Linked DNA regions of Mus musculus: regions 1, 3 and 4 are each linked to region 2. The links are chromatin contacts, called in public HiChIP or PLAC-seq and promoter capture Hi-C maps. All regions are on one chromosome and are shown on one strand. The core of a region is the stretch at or near the end of the contact, and the rest is flanking DNA. Distances in the headings are between cores, read along the strand shown. Region 1 overlaps Cwc27 (CWC27 spliceosome-associated protein). Region 2 holds the start of Ppwd1 (peptidylprolyl isomerase domain and WD repeat containing 1). Region 3 holds the start of Shisal2b (shisa like 2B). Region 4 has its middle 3.4 kb from the start of Gm41048.

Region 1 (3,571 bases), core at 213-2,712, 530 kb after region 2:
TTTCAACCTTAAAAAAATTCTAAAGGAAAATAGTTTGTAAGCTAATGAGTACCCCAGCTATCATATGTTGGAAGAAGTTTAGCACAATTCCACATTACAGTAAGTGATAAAACTGTATATAAGAAAGACTGCTATCAGGCGAGGTTTCTGTTCTCTTTTTTAAATGGAAACTACAACAGCAAAGTATATTTTTTTAGCCTGAAATACTTGGCTACAAAGACAAACCATTCTGCTATTAATAGCAGTATGTGTTGTGTGCATGTATATGTATGTGGGTGTGGAGATTGGAGGTTGACATCTACAGTCTTCCTTGAGTGTTCTCCAATTTATATATTGAGGCAGGGCTCTTGAATTAACCCAGAGCTCATTCAATATCTCACTAGCCAACTTCTGGGGATCCGAGTTTTGAGATTCCCAAGTACTGGGATTGCAGGAGAGTCATTACACCCATCACATACTTTCATGGGTGCTGACTACCCAAGTTCTGAGATTCACATGTATTTGCCAAGGGCTTTTTACTCATTGAGCCTTCTCTTTTGCCCCAATACAAATTATTAAGTATGGTAAATTCATTAATAATTTTTCTGTGTTATCCATTAAAAGGAATTTAAATCTTAATTAGTTTGAAGATCAAATTTGACACTTTGGTAGCCAAAGTAAGCAGTGAGGTCACGTTGTAAACATTTCACTGGACACATGGTTCTATTAAAAAGGCTGGAGAGACGGCTCAGCAGGTAAAAGGCACTCACCGCCAAGCCAGCCAACCTGAGCTCAGTCCCCAGGAGCCACATAGTGCAAGGAGACCTGAGTCTGGCCTCTGTGTGTGTGTGTGTGTATGTGTGTGTGCATGTGTGTTTACACCTGCACACGTGAAACCAGGGTAATTAAGTAGGCTATTCAAGAATGTATCATTTCTAAATCCTAATCTCAAGAAACAAAACTACAATTAAATTTGATAGTGGTCACAGTATTGTCATTTTATACGAAGTGCCCACCCTCTGCTATATTTACTATTATTAAAAAATACATTCATAAGCCTTAAAAGCTGAACTTGCTAAATGACAATGGAGTGAGCACTCATTTTTGAACCATCCTCATTGGGACTGGAAAAGGCCTGAGATTGAATGTCTTGAAGCACAGTTACACACACCCACAAATGGCCTACTGCAGACATGAATGTTTGTTTGTAACACTGGGTGGGGATGAAGTGGCAAGCATAAAGGGCACCCTTTCAAAAGCTCTCCCAGTATATGGAAACTCTTACTTTCTCGTTTATATAAACGGTCCTGTAACTCAGATAAATACAAGTCTTCTGAAATAGAAACATCACAGAAGCCTTACTAAACTTAGCGTTGTTCTCCATGATGGGCTCCACCTTCAGCAAACAAATCTAAAGGTACTGAAAAGGAAGCGGTCTTTATATCACCAGATTCAGGAATGACGACTCAAGAGCTGTTACTGACAATACTGTTCCTCTGTTGGGTGACTTACACAATATGATGTATTGTCTCCCTCCAGACAGAGCTGTGAACCACAAACTTTTGTCAAAGGTTGTACTAACTCACATCAAATTAGGCTTGATGTGAATGGGCCAACTTCCTCTAACCACACACTAACTTAGGAACATGATTTGCTTCTTTTCTCTTTTTTAAAGGTCATATGCCTGGGACCTCTACAAACAGTACTATTATTAAAGGGAAAATTCTACTTGGTTCCAAGAATGGCAAAAACATCTTCACAGAGGAAACTGTTGATTAGCAATTGAATGAAAGTAAAAACATAACTGTAAAGTAGGGCCTAAAAATAGGATACAGAGCTCACAGAACTACAGGCAGGCAGTGCTGTTTGTACCGAATGCCTTGAGACTCACCTCTCCCTTTTCCCTTCCATTGTCTCCTAGAGCCACTAAAGAGCATCAGGTTACATCAAGAAGCTTGAGAAGAAAGCCTCCGTAGAATAAACTTACCTGTAAGCTATTAGCAGAAGTTCACTAAGTGATACAACGCCTGTTCTTTAATGAATGTTGTAAGGAAAATACAGTGCAGTCTCGTGGCTTTAATGAACTATCTGCTTATTTGAATACAAAATTCACATATTTGTAGAACTGGGTGTGTCGTATAACTTATATGGTAGCTTGTAGCTTCTTCAGATTTTTACTTAGCCGAGCATTGTGGCTTATTCCTCTAATACCAGAATGTTAGCGACTCAGGCAGAAGTAATGCCAAGAGCAAAAGGCCAGCCTGGGCTACGACACAGGAAGAGCTATCAAGTGAGGGCTTTCCTTAAAATGCCATTCCACCCACCTCTGAATATCTTTCCTGTACTATGTGAGATGTCTATTTTATCACCAAAATTAGCCAAATAAGCTTTAAATCTCATTTGGTTTTTATTATCCACATATCAGAAGTGTCAAGAAACAAGTTCAAAAAACACATGAGCACAAAAACAGCATAAATAGTACCATAAAATCTTTATCTTTTTTCTTTATTCAAGAATAAAATAGGGGCTAGAGGGATGGCTCAGTGTTTAAGAGCCCTGTACTATTATTGTGATTTTGCCGGGGGTGAGAGTCAAATTCTCATCACCCAGATCACACACTTTACAGCCTCTTATAACTCTTGCTCTAGAGGATATGAAGCCTCTGACCTCCACAGGCACCCAACCAAAGATACAAACACTTAAAAAAAAAGAAAAAGAGGAGGAGGAGGAGAAGGATGGGGAGGAAGAGGAGGAGGAGGAGAAGGATGGGGAGGAAGAGGAGGAGAGAAGAAGGAGGTGGAGGAGGAGGGGGTTCATAAAAATCAGAAAAATGGCTTATAAAATAAAGCCATAGAAGTTGATCAATTTATAACCCTAAAGAAGTTTACAGAAAAAAAAAAAAAACTACTGAAAGATATGGGATATTCCAATGATGAATAATTTGTTATAACAAATATCTAACCATTAGTTGTGGCAAACTATTTCCTTTCACAGAAATGAATGCACATTATCTATATTTAGTAAGATAACATCATAGAGCAATATAGCTATTTCCACTGCTAATTTACATAATGAAAAGTAAAAACCTTTGCTGTTTCCACACCCTGAGCCAAGGTATATAATTATCTTTGCCAAATGTTCAGCAATCTACAGAGTTTGAGTGCCTGAGACATCATGAGTAGCCAGGACTACATCTGTTTTACGGACATTTATTTAAGAAGGGAGAACTCTGACCTAGTCTATAATTCTGTATGAGTGTGGTTTAGACTTTTATTTTAAATAGAAAAAAATGGCAATTTGTTCAGGAATTTTTTGGAAACTAAAATTTACAACTAGAATATTTAAATAGTACTATATATATACAAAGCTAGTACATCAAAAAACAGTGAAAAATTTAGGGAGAAATATTCCATTGTTGGTAGTTTAGTATAGTTCACCAGTGTGCTTTATATATAGTAAAAAAAATAAAACTATACAAATAAATCTAACACTCATACATAAAACACCCCTATAATTTTTAATAATGTTCTCCACTTCCACTCTGCTCATCTGGATCACAATAGATGTGTCTCTATGCTACTAAGAGAGTACC
Region 2 (3,603 bases), core at 291-2,790:
TCTGGCTAAGGGAAAAGATTTTTCACATGATATACCTATTCCTGTCCCAACTCTATTGTTCATAAGACACTTGTTTCCTATGTCAGCATTTCAAAGTTTGGTTTTTCTTTTTCATTTTGTTTCGTTTTCCTTCCTAAATTATCCTTCCATTCTTTCCACCTAAGCAGTTCTTGTAGTAATATTTAGGTGAAATAATAACAGCACAAATGTTATAAAATATTCATTTAAACTTGTATGCAAAACACTGTATTGAAGTGTTGGAGCCGAAAGTACAAGATCCTTGTTCTTACATGATTAGGCTAGTAGTGTTCAGGAAGTCACATGAGTAAACACACAACTACAAAAAGTAGTAAGTGCCTCGAAGGCAAAAGCAGGATTGGGCAGAAAAAGTAAGGAGCTAACTAAAGGGTGTCACTATCCAATGTTCAAAAAGCACTGACCTAAAACCTAGACCTGTTAAAAAGCTAGCATGGTTAAAGGAGAGAAATGACTCCAGATAGAGACACTTCACAGTATCTGGACAGGAACGTAGAGGAGCCCTTGCTCAAGGACAAGGTAGGGTTTTGAGAATGGACAGAATTGGGAGTCCTGCTTGGGGAAATAAAGAGAGACAAACTGCCTCATAATCCATGTTAAGGTGTTTGGGCTTTGTTCTGAAAATAAAAGATTTTTAAATAGTTCCACAGTCAGAATTGAGATTAACGCGTGAGCGAACGAACACACACACACACACAACCCTAAGACATTTATGAAAAAGTTCCTAGAACAGTCTTTAAAACAGTAAATATTATCTCTTTACCAAACTTTAATATTATAAAATCTTGTTATTATTCACGTTAGTGGCAAAACTTTACTATATTGTCTCGAGTATGGCTTCATATCCAGCTAGCTTAAGCAACTTCCCCTGAGTTTGAAAATTCATTACTAGACGAGTCAGGGTTGAAAGCTTAAGTGTTTATGATTCTGAGAGCTCCTTCCCACACCTGCTCAATCAATATTAGGAATTCCAACTTCACACAGCAGCTATGAGGTCAAAAAAAGCATCCAAACACAGAAATACAGACAAGCACTAGTTTGTATCATCTCTGACAGTCAGGAATCAACGGTGTTCCTTTTTTTTTTTTTTTTTTTAACACGCCATACTAACACCAATTCACTCTTTAGGGAGGAAATGCAGTGAAGATCGTCCGTTCTAAGTGCACAAACCCACAATCTCACTCCCGCCCGTGGGCGTGCTTGAGATCAACCCTCCCACTCGGCCGGAGTAGCCGTCCAGCTTGCTCGCGGGCTCTCCGCTGCTACCTTTCCTCTTCTTGGCAAGGGTTGCCTCCACCGGTAAAGGCCCGACCCAGCGCTCTTCATTCTCATCATCATTTTCTTCGCTCCCCGCCACTGCCAGGGCCGGTTCTCGCTCGCTCAGTTCCGTTTTTTCTGATCCCTCTGGGTCTCGGCGCCTTCTCCTCCTCAGCTGCGAATCGCTCCCACTCTCGGTCGCCATGTCGTCCGAGGCGTTAGAAGAGACGCGACGACCGAGTGAACTAGGTTTCCCCGAGCCGCGGCGCAGCTTTTGTCCGTCAGCTGCCGGAAGCGCTTTTTGATTGGCTGCGGTGGGCGCAGCTGGTCCAATCAGCGAGCAGCGCGCGTAAACAGCGCGGCTTGGCTGTGTTGACGAGAGCGCTGAGGAGGCCGGAGGACTGAAGTGAGTTGAAACCGGCTCTGACTGGCAAAGGCCCCAGTTTTCTGTCAAGGAGGATGGCAGCTCGCGGGTTTGGGGGACCCAGGTACCCCCTAGATCGGACGCTTACGCCTTACGAACTGGAGGTCTCGCGCTTCTCGGCCTCTCGGGCCAATGCTGTTCTAGAACCTACCTGTTTTTTCCCGAAAAAGCCGAGGGGCGGGGTTGGAAGGAACTTTTTGTTAAAAAGAATGAAGTAGATTTCTATCAGCTAAACTATATATTGAAATTACTGTAATTTATAAGGTGGCCTCCCATTTAGAATATTCTTTTTGACTTGGAATGTGTATGTATGTGACGCGAGAAATTCACGAAGGGCCTGCGTGTTACGTTCCCGCGTCTCCACCTGCCTGCTCTATGTTTGACGATTAGCATATAGTCTATGAGCCTTTGCTATTTCTGGATCTTTATATTTCTGTATAGGTCTAGAATTTCCTCATCAAGTGCGACAGAGTTTTTGTCGCCTTTAAGATGTTAATTAAGATAAAAGAGGACAATTTGGGGGGAGTTGACATCTTCGCGTTATTGACACCTTTAACCTAGGAGCATGCTACCGTGTTCTGTCTATTCCAACAACAAAGCTGCATCCTGTACCACTTCTCCGTTGGTAATTTACAGGTTAAGCAATTTAAGACTTAAAAATTCCTTATGAGTAAAAAAATACATTGGGGCGGTGTTTATTCTGATTTACATCTGATGTTGTAAACTACAGGTCCTCTCTACATCCTTAAAATTACCTAACTGTACCTCATGATACACTATCATCTTTACAACAGCCATCTAGTAACCTTGCCCTGGATGACTATATTCATTAATATGCTATCTTTTGTTGTTTTAATTGGGCCACTAGTTAGTAATTTAAAGTGGGCTACTATCCAAAGTTGCTTTATATTCTTTGAGTTTTCTTAAAGACAAAAACAAAAAACAAAAAAAACCAACATTCTGTAACCTTTCCCCCTCTCCTCTTAAAATTTTGTTTGTAAACCTTATAGCCTTTATGTGATAAGCTATTTCTCTGAACCCTGACCCCTTCTGAGATAGGATTTTTCTTTTATGTCCTGACTGTCCTTGAAAGGACAGAGATTCGAATGCCTCTGCTTCTGCTTCCCAAGTGCTGGGATTAAAGGCAGGGGTCACACCACCTGGCTGTATCTGCTCTTAAAATTCAAATTCCTTGATACTTCCTCACAGTGGATCACCTTAGGTTCCATTTCACTTAGTTGGAAGAAGTAATTCAAACACACCTTCCACAAGCTCTTACCAATACATCTCCTCACCTACCTGAATTTTGCACTCTTGTTTTTCTACTGACTCTCCTGTTACAATGGAACTTTTTAAAATTTAAATCCATTCTTCATTAGGTGGACACTTAGTTGATTACATATCTGGGCTATTGTGAATGGTGCTATAGTAAACAAGATTGTAAACATCTTTTTAACATGCTAGTTTCCTTTGGATATATATCTAATAGTGGAATTACTGGATCCTGTGGTAGTTCTGTTTCTAATTTTTGCTAACATCCATACTCTTTTTTTTTTTTTAATAATGGCTATATGAAAATATTCCCTCCAACAGGTGCGTGTTCATGTTTCTCTTTTGATAAAAAGGACTTTTTGTTTTTTTAGTCACTCCTACATTCAGCAGATAGTTGTTTAATGCATGTGTCTTTTTTTTTTTTTTTTAACGTTAGTAGTTGCAGTAAGGTGAAGAAAACTATAAAGGATATGTCAGAGAATAAACAAGAAGTACATCCAGATACTATTACAGATGTGGAAGCTGTTATAGATACAGAGGAAGAACTTATTAAAGAATGTGAAGAAATGTGGAAAGACATGGAAGATGTAAGTTTCAACAGATAAAAGTGATAT
Region 3 (3,579 bases), core at 447-2,946, 640 kb after region 2:
ATTTGGGCATTGCCAGGCTCAGTTGGCACTAATTCTACCCTCATCAACACTTTCAAGCACTCACAGATGAATGACTGTCTGAGCGTGTCTAGAAAAGCCCAGATAACAGGACAGTCCATCACTTTCTTCCCCCAAATAATCTATTGAGGACAAAATAAGTTGACATAATGTTCTGCCAACTTTGTCCTACTTTGTTTGCTATTGATCTGACATGTGTGTCTAGTTCTCGATTGTAATGAGAAAGTGATGTGATAGTAACTCATGCTAGCTAATTCTCTCTCTCCCTGCCTCCCCCTCCTCTACACACACACACACACTCTCTCTCTCTCTCTCTCTCTCTCTCTCTCTCTCTCTCTCTCACACACACACACACACACACACCCTCACACACGCTCACACACACAATTTATGTTAGGAGTTTAAGTTCTTTCCTATAATATTAAGATTCCATTCATTCTGTACACAAAAGAAAAGAATCAAATTTAAAGTTTCTAAGTTTGCAGTCTTCTAGAGGGAGCATTTCAATGTGAAAACAAGCATAAAGTCTGAACAGAAATAAGCGGGGGGTGGGGGTGGGGGTACAATGTAGGAAAAAGAATCAAGAAAGGCTTGTCTTTGAAAAGTGACCAGACGTCAAGCCATGGTCAAATGGTTCAGGTGCGAGGGAAGGGTGTCTAGAAAGGACACACTGTGTGTAAGCAGAGTAACTCAAGCTCTTCCTTCCGTGCTCGACCCTTCAGTCTGGTTGTGCAGTGTCAGTGTCCGAACCGCTGAGAAGAGCAAGTTGTAAAGCCTAGTTGTATGTAGCACCTACTCAAGCCAACACACAAACACACACACACACACACACAGAGAGAGAGAGAGGGAGAGAGAGAGAGAGAGAGAGAGAGAGAGAGAGAGAGACCCCAGCTGCCCAGTGACTCTAAGTACTCCATTGGTCCAATACCTCAACCTGGGTTCCAAAGAAGCGTCCTTTCCATTCAAATGTACCATATCAACAAATACCTGAAGAGGAATTAAAACCTCCAGTCTTGTTAGTAGAGTTTCCAGCTCATCTCACAAGCAGTGGTCCCTGGGGTAGCCTGGGATATATACAGGGTTCTCATTTGTCTCCAGGGTTCTCTGCAGAAACCATTCAGAAATCTGGCGCCTTGGCACGAGGACCTGAACCCAGCCGGAGCTAGACTTCCCTGATTCCAGCTTTGTGTCTTTCACTGGTCACTTTCCCGGGTCTAGAAGGAGGTTGCCCTGCCCAGCCCTGCCCAGCCCTGCCCTGCCCTGCCCTGCCCTGCCCTGCCCTGCCCTGCCCTGCCTTGCCCTGCCCACCTGAGGCTCCACATGTAGCTGTGCTTGTAGGGGAAGTAGCTGCCCGGCTCGCTGCAGCAGTACTTGAGGTCTGCGAAGCCGCAGCAATAGAGCAGCGCGGCCCCATCGCCGCGCTGCGGGCACTGGAAAGGCTCCACGAAGCTGCGGTTGAGGCTGTAGTAGCCCGAGCACAGGCGGCTGCTCTGGCTCATCGCCGGCGGCCGTGCTCAGGATCCCGAGGTGCGTGCGATGTGTGCTCGGACTGCGCTCGTCCCAAGCCCAGGCAACCCTGGGCGCCTCCTGCGATTTGGGGTCCAAGTGCCTGGCACTCAGCCTCTGAGCCCTCTCCGCTCTACCTCCCGCTGTCCACGAGGTGCCGGAGCTCTCTGCTCTCACCGCTGGGTCTGGTCTCTGAGTGGTCCCTTTCTCTGATGGCCCAGCCCTCTGCCTCTTCTCCCTCTCCGGAACTCCGACTGTTTTCTTTGCTCTCTACGGACTCCCTTCCAGTTTCATTCTCTTCATCACAACCTGTAGCAGTCTTCACATCAGAAGGATCTCTGTAGAGGGAACAGCAGAGGTGGGCTTGGGTGCAGTTTACACAGGTACAGCCAAAGTGTCATGGCACTTTGTTTGCCCAGTGACATGGCAAATGGGGTCTGGCTTGCAAAGGCTTTACCTGGGTGGACTACTAATCCAGGTTGGGGAGCAGGCTAGTAAAAGGGCCTCTGATTAGCTTTAGTGAGAGTACAGGGTGTTCAAAGTCAGGTAACAACATTCTCTTAGAAAAATTAACTGTGGGTGTTTTAAAAAAACATACAGTGGCACCCCCATGTTCACCTAAACTACATGGAAAAGGGAGGAAAGGCAAGAGATGGTGGAAAAGAAAGTGAGAAGCTTCCAGAAAGTGAAGCAGAAAGGGGAAGACTTTCGGTCACTTCTGAAGTGCAGAAACCACTTTTTCCGTTGATTCTCATTTTCCTAAGCGATTTGTCCAGTCTTTTGAAATAACATTAGCGATGTGTCCTTGTTGTAGCAAGTCAAACAATACTGCGGGGGGGGGGGGGAGGATAAGAACAAAAATAACAATAGCTTTCACTGGAAGCTAGTGCCTGCAGAATTTCCAGGGCAGAGCACTGTTCATTTTCTTTTCTTTTTTTTTTTCTTTCCATTTTTTATTAGGTATTTAGCTCATTTACATTTCCAATGCTATACCAAAAGTCCCCCATACCCACCTGTTCATTTTCAAATTCTGCTTCCTTCCTTTGGCCAGGGGCTTGATTGGAAGGCAGACATCATGAACTTGTGTGCTGGATATTTTTCTAGTCTTATAAATATTTCCCAGCCATGCTCTGGGACACAGCTACTTGGAAGCAGTTTGATTCTTTCCAATTTGTTTTTAAACCTTGTTAGGCGGGGCCAGCATGGGCCTGGGGACTACATTTTTCCCTACAGAAACCAATGCTTTCTGAATATTCTACTCCATGCATTCAGAATCGCAGTTTACCAGTGGCAGCAGACCCCACCACCTCCAGATCTGTCGGAACTTTTTACTTGATCTTAGCCAAAAAGCGTAGAAGCAGGAACTTTAAAGACCATTCTCTCTACTCTTTTCAATGTTTCTTTCCCCAGCCTCAGACAGCTTCCTCCCCTATGTATACAGATCAGTACTAAGCTGAACATTCTTGTACCTTCGAAGCTAGACTATAGGTCATTTGTCCTCTCACCCAATTCTCTCCTCTCTGGAACCATGTTCTGATACCCCCCATGGCTTCCTGGATTCTCAGCGTCACATTCTCAACTCAGAACCAACCAGACTCCACCTGAATCTCACCCATGCTGCTCAGCAGCTACATTTGTCACAGGGCGGAGGAGGGTGGGTAGGAGGAGCCTCACAAGGCTTCCTTCACCTGTTTCCACTTAGACGCCACATCCTGCAGTGCGCCATATCTACGGCCAGGACCCATTGTGTCGTGGGTTTTGTTTCTTTTTTTTTGTCTAGAGCTGGGAATTCAATCTGGTTTCTAGCATTCCACAGACTCAGCCAGAGATTGGACCCAATTTAGTTAGGTCTGGGCTTGGTCTCTCTCATAGGAATACAATTCTATCACATGCACAGGAAGGCAAAAGAAAGTAGTGGGCAAAAAAAGAGAAAAATGAGGCAGAGAGGAGTAACAAACAAGGGTTTGACTAAATGTTGAGGGCTTTGTGGATTTTTGTTTGAGCTCTTTCTTGCACCTTCATTCTTTTGAGATCCCTGAACTCAAGAGCAAATGT
Region 4 (3,450 bases), core at 344-2,843, 680 kb after region 2:
GGATAGTCCTCTGTCTCATCCTGCCCCACTGTCTTCATCCTGGTTACACAGATCCTAACTGGCCTTTCCATTTCCCATCTTCATCCTGGCCTTTTCATTTCCCAGCTTAATTCCCTTGGGTTCGTTCACTAGAAAGAACTTGAAAACGAGAGCAACTTGGTTCCCTGAAAAAAGCCATGGTAATCCTTTATGAGAACAAACCAGTCAGGCAACACCACTTAAAAGCAATGCTTTGTCAAGGTTACAGGAAACCTCCCTTCTGGAACCTTCTGGTGCATTCACAGATCCAGAGAAAGAGTGTGTGAAGGCAACGAGACTGAGGGCCACCAACCATGGCTGTCAGGCAGAGCTCTATTTCTCACTGTGAAGAAGTGAACTGTAAATTCTTGGGTTCATTTGACTCCTCTGAATTTTAACGACGAAGATTTTGTCTTTCATTCCTTTATAAAAACAGTGTCCGGGACCTTCTAGGTTGTGGGATCAAACTCAGCATATTCTCGACTACCATGGTGTCAGTTCTTGGAGTCAACATGCCACAACTAAATAAGATGGTGAAATCCCACACAAATCCTTCCCAGACTTTCTCATTATGTCTGCTCCAACTGCCTTTCTTCTCGTAGCACTCCCTTAGGAGCTCAGCCCTGTGGTCCAGGCAAACTCAGTCAACCTAGCTCCACATTTCCCTTCTCCTGGATTTCAGCTGACAGTGGTCTATTTGCTCTTTCTCACCCTTGCAACCTGTCAGTCCCTGCTACCTGACCCAGTTAATTCAATTTAAGTGTGATCTCATCTGGTTTTCCTCTTTCCTTTCCCAGCCACAAATGAGTCACTGCTCCTGCACAATACTTGGTTGATGCCACCCCTGTCTGCTCTCTCAGTCCAGGATGCTCTGCGTGTCCTTCCCACTTCCGTTTATATTTCATTCTGGTTTTAACTTAAGCCATTTCCTTAGGGAGGCCTTTTCTAACTCCCAAGTGTATTTTCCAACAACACTCTGACTACCATGAGAACGGTCATCACAATTCCTCTGGTGGAGTCTGCTCTCCAGTGTTCTTTGTGCTTCATGAATGTGAGGGCAAGTCTCCTTTATTTATCTCTTAATATTTAGGTACTGTATTGCAGAATGGCGCATAGCAGATGCAAAAAAAAAAAAAATCTGTCTTCCAAGTGGTGTTGAACAAACTCAGTTTTAATGAAACATATGTTATTATGTTCCTACCATGTCCCAAGCAGGGCTGTAAACATATGTTATTATGCTCCTACCATGTCCCAAGCAGGGTTGTAGGTGCTCAGGACATATCAGTGCACAAAGAATATGGGGATCCCAGGGCTGGTGGGGGTAGCTCAGTTGGTAGAGTATATCTCTACTATTCAAGAAGCACTGGGCTATATCCTCATCATTACATAGACCTAGGTGTGGAAGTGTACCCTGTAATCCCAGTCTGTGGGAGGTGATGGCAAGAGAAGCAGATATTTAAGGTTATTCCTGCCAATTCATCCTTGGAGCCTGGAACCAGCTGCAGGTGATGATGTGCAGAATAGGGCGTAATCTCCAGAATAGCTCCAGGGCCTCTCAGCAGGTAGCAGTATCTTGAAGAGGAACAGCCAAGGTGGCAGAACATTAGAGTGATCTAGGGAGGAAGGCTCCACCCTAGATAATCTCCTTAGTGGCAGCAAGGTCAGGTTCTGGCTTAGCCTGTTTCAGGTTTTTGGGAGGCTACATCTCCTCCCTGTTATTAATATTAATAAAAAGCTGGACTGAGGTATAAAATTTATTTATGCTCCATAGTCCTGCCTGGGAATTATGGTGGCTGGCGGCCGTGCCTGCCTTAGGATCTCAGATCCTCTCGAACCATCCAATTCCGTTATCAGAAGTTACATGCAGTGAGTTTGTGTTATAATTCACACAAACATGGCTCTATGGTGTAATATCAACGGCCACTGCCTTTTGGCATGTACCCCTGTCTTAGATTGGTATGATCTGGGATCTGGTTGCCTGTCATTGGCTAACTGGCCCTCATAGCGCACCTTATTCCCAAATCAGACCAAAGGGACAAGACAATATGTACTTAGAATTCTTGATGAAAATTAATAACTGCCACCTGCAAGCTGTTGGGGGCGGGGATGCACACCTGCTGCAGTCAGGCTGAAGGGCGTTGACTGACCTGCTTGAAAACAAAGTCTAGACAGTGAAAGGCACACTACAAAAGCTTCTTTTGGGGAAGTCCAGATACTCCATTCATTTGCAAATTAGCAACGATCAGGCTAGACCTAGAGCTCCGGGTGTGGAGGAGGTGACTTTGAGAATTGCAGAAAGGCTTACAGCTTCCCTGGGAGTGGAGGCTGTGCTTTAATTTAATTTTTTGGCTAAAGAGGATTTTTAGCCATAATCAAGGTTAGAGTCATACTTGCTAGAAGATTCAGGATCTGTGTCTAGTTGACGAACTAATCTCTCAGGCAGCCATTGAGCTCCATCTTCTTTTTGTGAAAAAACACAGACTGAGCCCCTTCCCCAGATTAGAAGAAAAGAAGGAGAAGAAGCCAAGGAGGAGGAGGAGGAGGAGGAGGAGGAGGAGGAGGAGGAGGAGGACGAAGAAGAAGAAGAAGAAGAAGAAGAAGAAGAAGAAGAAGAAGAAGCAGCAGCAGCAGCAGCAGCAGCAGCAGCGGAGCATTGGATGGTTCTGAAATCAGTTTTATAGGAGAGGCAGAAGTAAGAGCCTGTGCCCAGTGGTTTAGGAGAAAAGGAGAAACATGCAGGATTAATGAATGCATGAAACCCTATCACCTCCATCTCCTCCTCCCATCTGCTGTCGTCATTATATCAATATCTTCCCTGTGTCTTCTACATTAGGTAGGTCTGGAAGACAGGACAAGGCTGTGTCTTTAAAACTGCGTAGCTGGCGTAGGTACATAGCTTATACTCAATAAATGTTGGTTGAATGACAACAAATATTAAATGAACATAGTCTTGGGGAAAGCTATTGTTACTTATCTTACTTACCATCCTATTCTACTGTTACTTATCTATTTGATGCCCTCAATTATTTTCCAATAATGACCATACCTCACCCACCCACCTCTACCACTGTGGCCTCTAACTGCCCAGCCCGCCCTTCCTTCTCTTCTGATCTCACCTGCTTGTCAGTGTGCCCATATTAAGTCTGTCCCCTAGGAAGGTGAAGGAAGTACAGGATAGCTAGGGTTGTTCGAGAACCCCACATCGGGAGCCTATTATTGAATTGCAGTCCTCATGGGTGAAAGTCACTAAAGACATTCTGATACTCAGTATGCAGGGCAGAGAAGCCAGGTTTCCTGGTACAGCTGAAGGAACTTGAAATAGGAAAATATGCTGTTTTCTTCATTTAACCTGAATTGTAAATGTCCAACAAGAGTATTTTTTTTATCTTTCAAAAGGTAAATATTTTAATTATTTCATCCTGGAAAGCAGAC

Evidence for each region. Promoter capture Hi-C pulls out the DNA fragments that hold promoters and counts their contacts. HiChIP or PLAC-seq counts read pairs in DNA pulled down with a chosen protein or histone mark.
Region 1: a contact with region 2 is called in an H3K4me3 HiChIP or PLAC-seq map of the 230-238 cell line, with 15 read pairs. The contact joins the enhancer-like site here to the promoter of Ppwd1 in region 2. A contact is called at or near these places in 14 of 39 promoter capture datasets (the C10 cell line, the HPC-7 cell line, cranial neural crest and 10 more), 13 of 115 datasets of contacts at active chromatin or transcription factors (the 230-238 cell line, the NIH/3T3 cell line, the SCID.adh cell line and 7 more) and 3 of 9 other capture datasets (adipose tissue, embryonic stem cells and macrophages).
Region 3: a contact with region 2 is called in an H3K27ac HiChIP or PLAC-seq map of double positive thymocytes, with 2.9 times the contacts expected there. The contact joins the promoter of Shisal2b here to the promoter of Ppwd1 in region 2. A contact is called at or near these places in 7 of 39 promoter capture datasets (the 3T3-L1 cell line, the C10 cell line, cranial neural crest and 4 more), 7 of 115 datasets of contacts at active chromatin or transcription factors (the 230-238 cell line, the NIH/3T3 cell line, the SCID.adh cell line and 4 more) and 2 of 9 other capture datasets (adipose tissue and embryonic stem cells).
Region 4: a contact with region 2 is called in a promoter capture Hi-C map of embryonic stem cells, with 2.6 times the contacts expected there. The contact joins the enhancer-like site here to the promoter of Ppwd1 in region 2. A contact is called at or near these places in 5 of 39 promoter capture datasets (cranial neural crest, embryonic stem cells, frontonasal cranial neural crest and 2 more) and 5 of 115 datasets of contacts at active chromatin or transcription factors (astrocytes, embryonic limb bud, embryonic stem cells and 1 more).

Annotation. Positions count from the first base shown.
Region 1 is chr13:104,761,844-104,765,414 of GRCm38.p6, forward strand. All of the region lies in intron 10 of Cwc27 (CWC27 spliceosome-associated protein), which reads right to left. Among named protein-coding and RNA genes, the nearest start is that of Cwc27, 53 kb to the right of the region's middle. Within about 2 kb of position 1,463, at least 15 of the 459 cell types and tissues checked have an H3K27ac peak or open chromatin away from gene starts, as enhancers often do. A contact at or near this core is called in the 230-238 cell line, where this site is marked.
Region 2 is chr13:104,227,304-104,230,906 of GRCm38.p6, forward strand. It overlaps Ppwd1 (peptidylprolyl isomerase domain and WD repeat containing 1), which reads right to left and starts at 1,541. Exons shown (of 11, transcript NM_172807.4): 1 at 1,303-1,541. The coding sequence starts at 1,498. It overlaps Cenpk (centromere protein K), which reads left to right and starts at 1,663. Exons shown (of 10, transcript NM_001377093.1): 1 at 1,663-1,699; 2 at 3,426-3,576. The coding sequence starts at 3,460.
Region 3 is chr13:104,862,197-104,865,775 of GRCm38.p6, forward strand. Shisal2b (shisa like 2B) reads right to left here and starts at 1,697. Exons shown (of 3, transcript NM_029984.1): 1 at 1,327-1,697. The coding sequence starts at 1,517.
Region 4 is chr13:104,909,613-104,913,062 of GRCm38.p6, forward strand. No RefSeq gene overlaps it. Among named protein-coding and RNA genes, the nearest start is that of Gm41048, 3.4 kb to the right of the region's middle. Within about 2 kb of position 1,594, at least 9 of the 459 cell types and tissues checked have an H3K27ac peak or open chromatin away from gene starts, as enhancers often do. A contact at or near this core is called in embryonic stem cells, where this site is marked.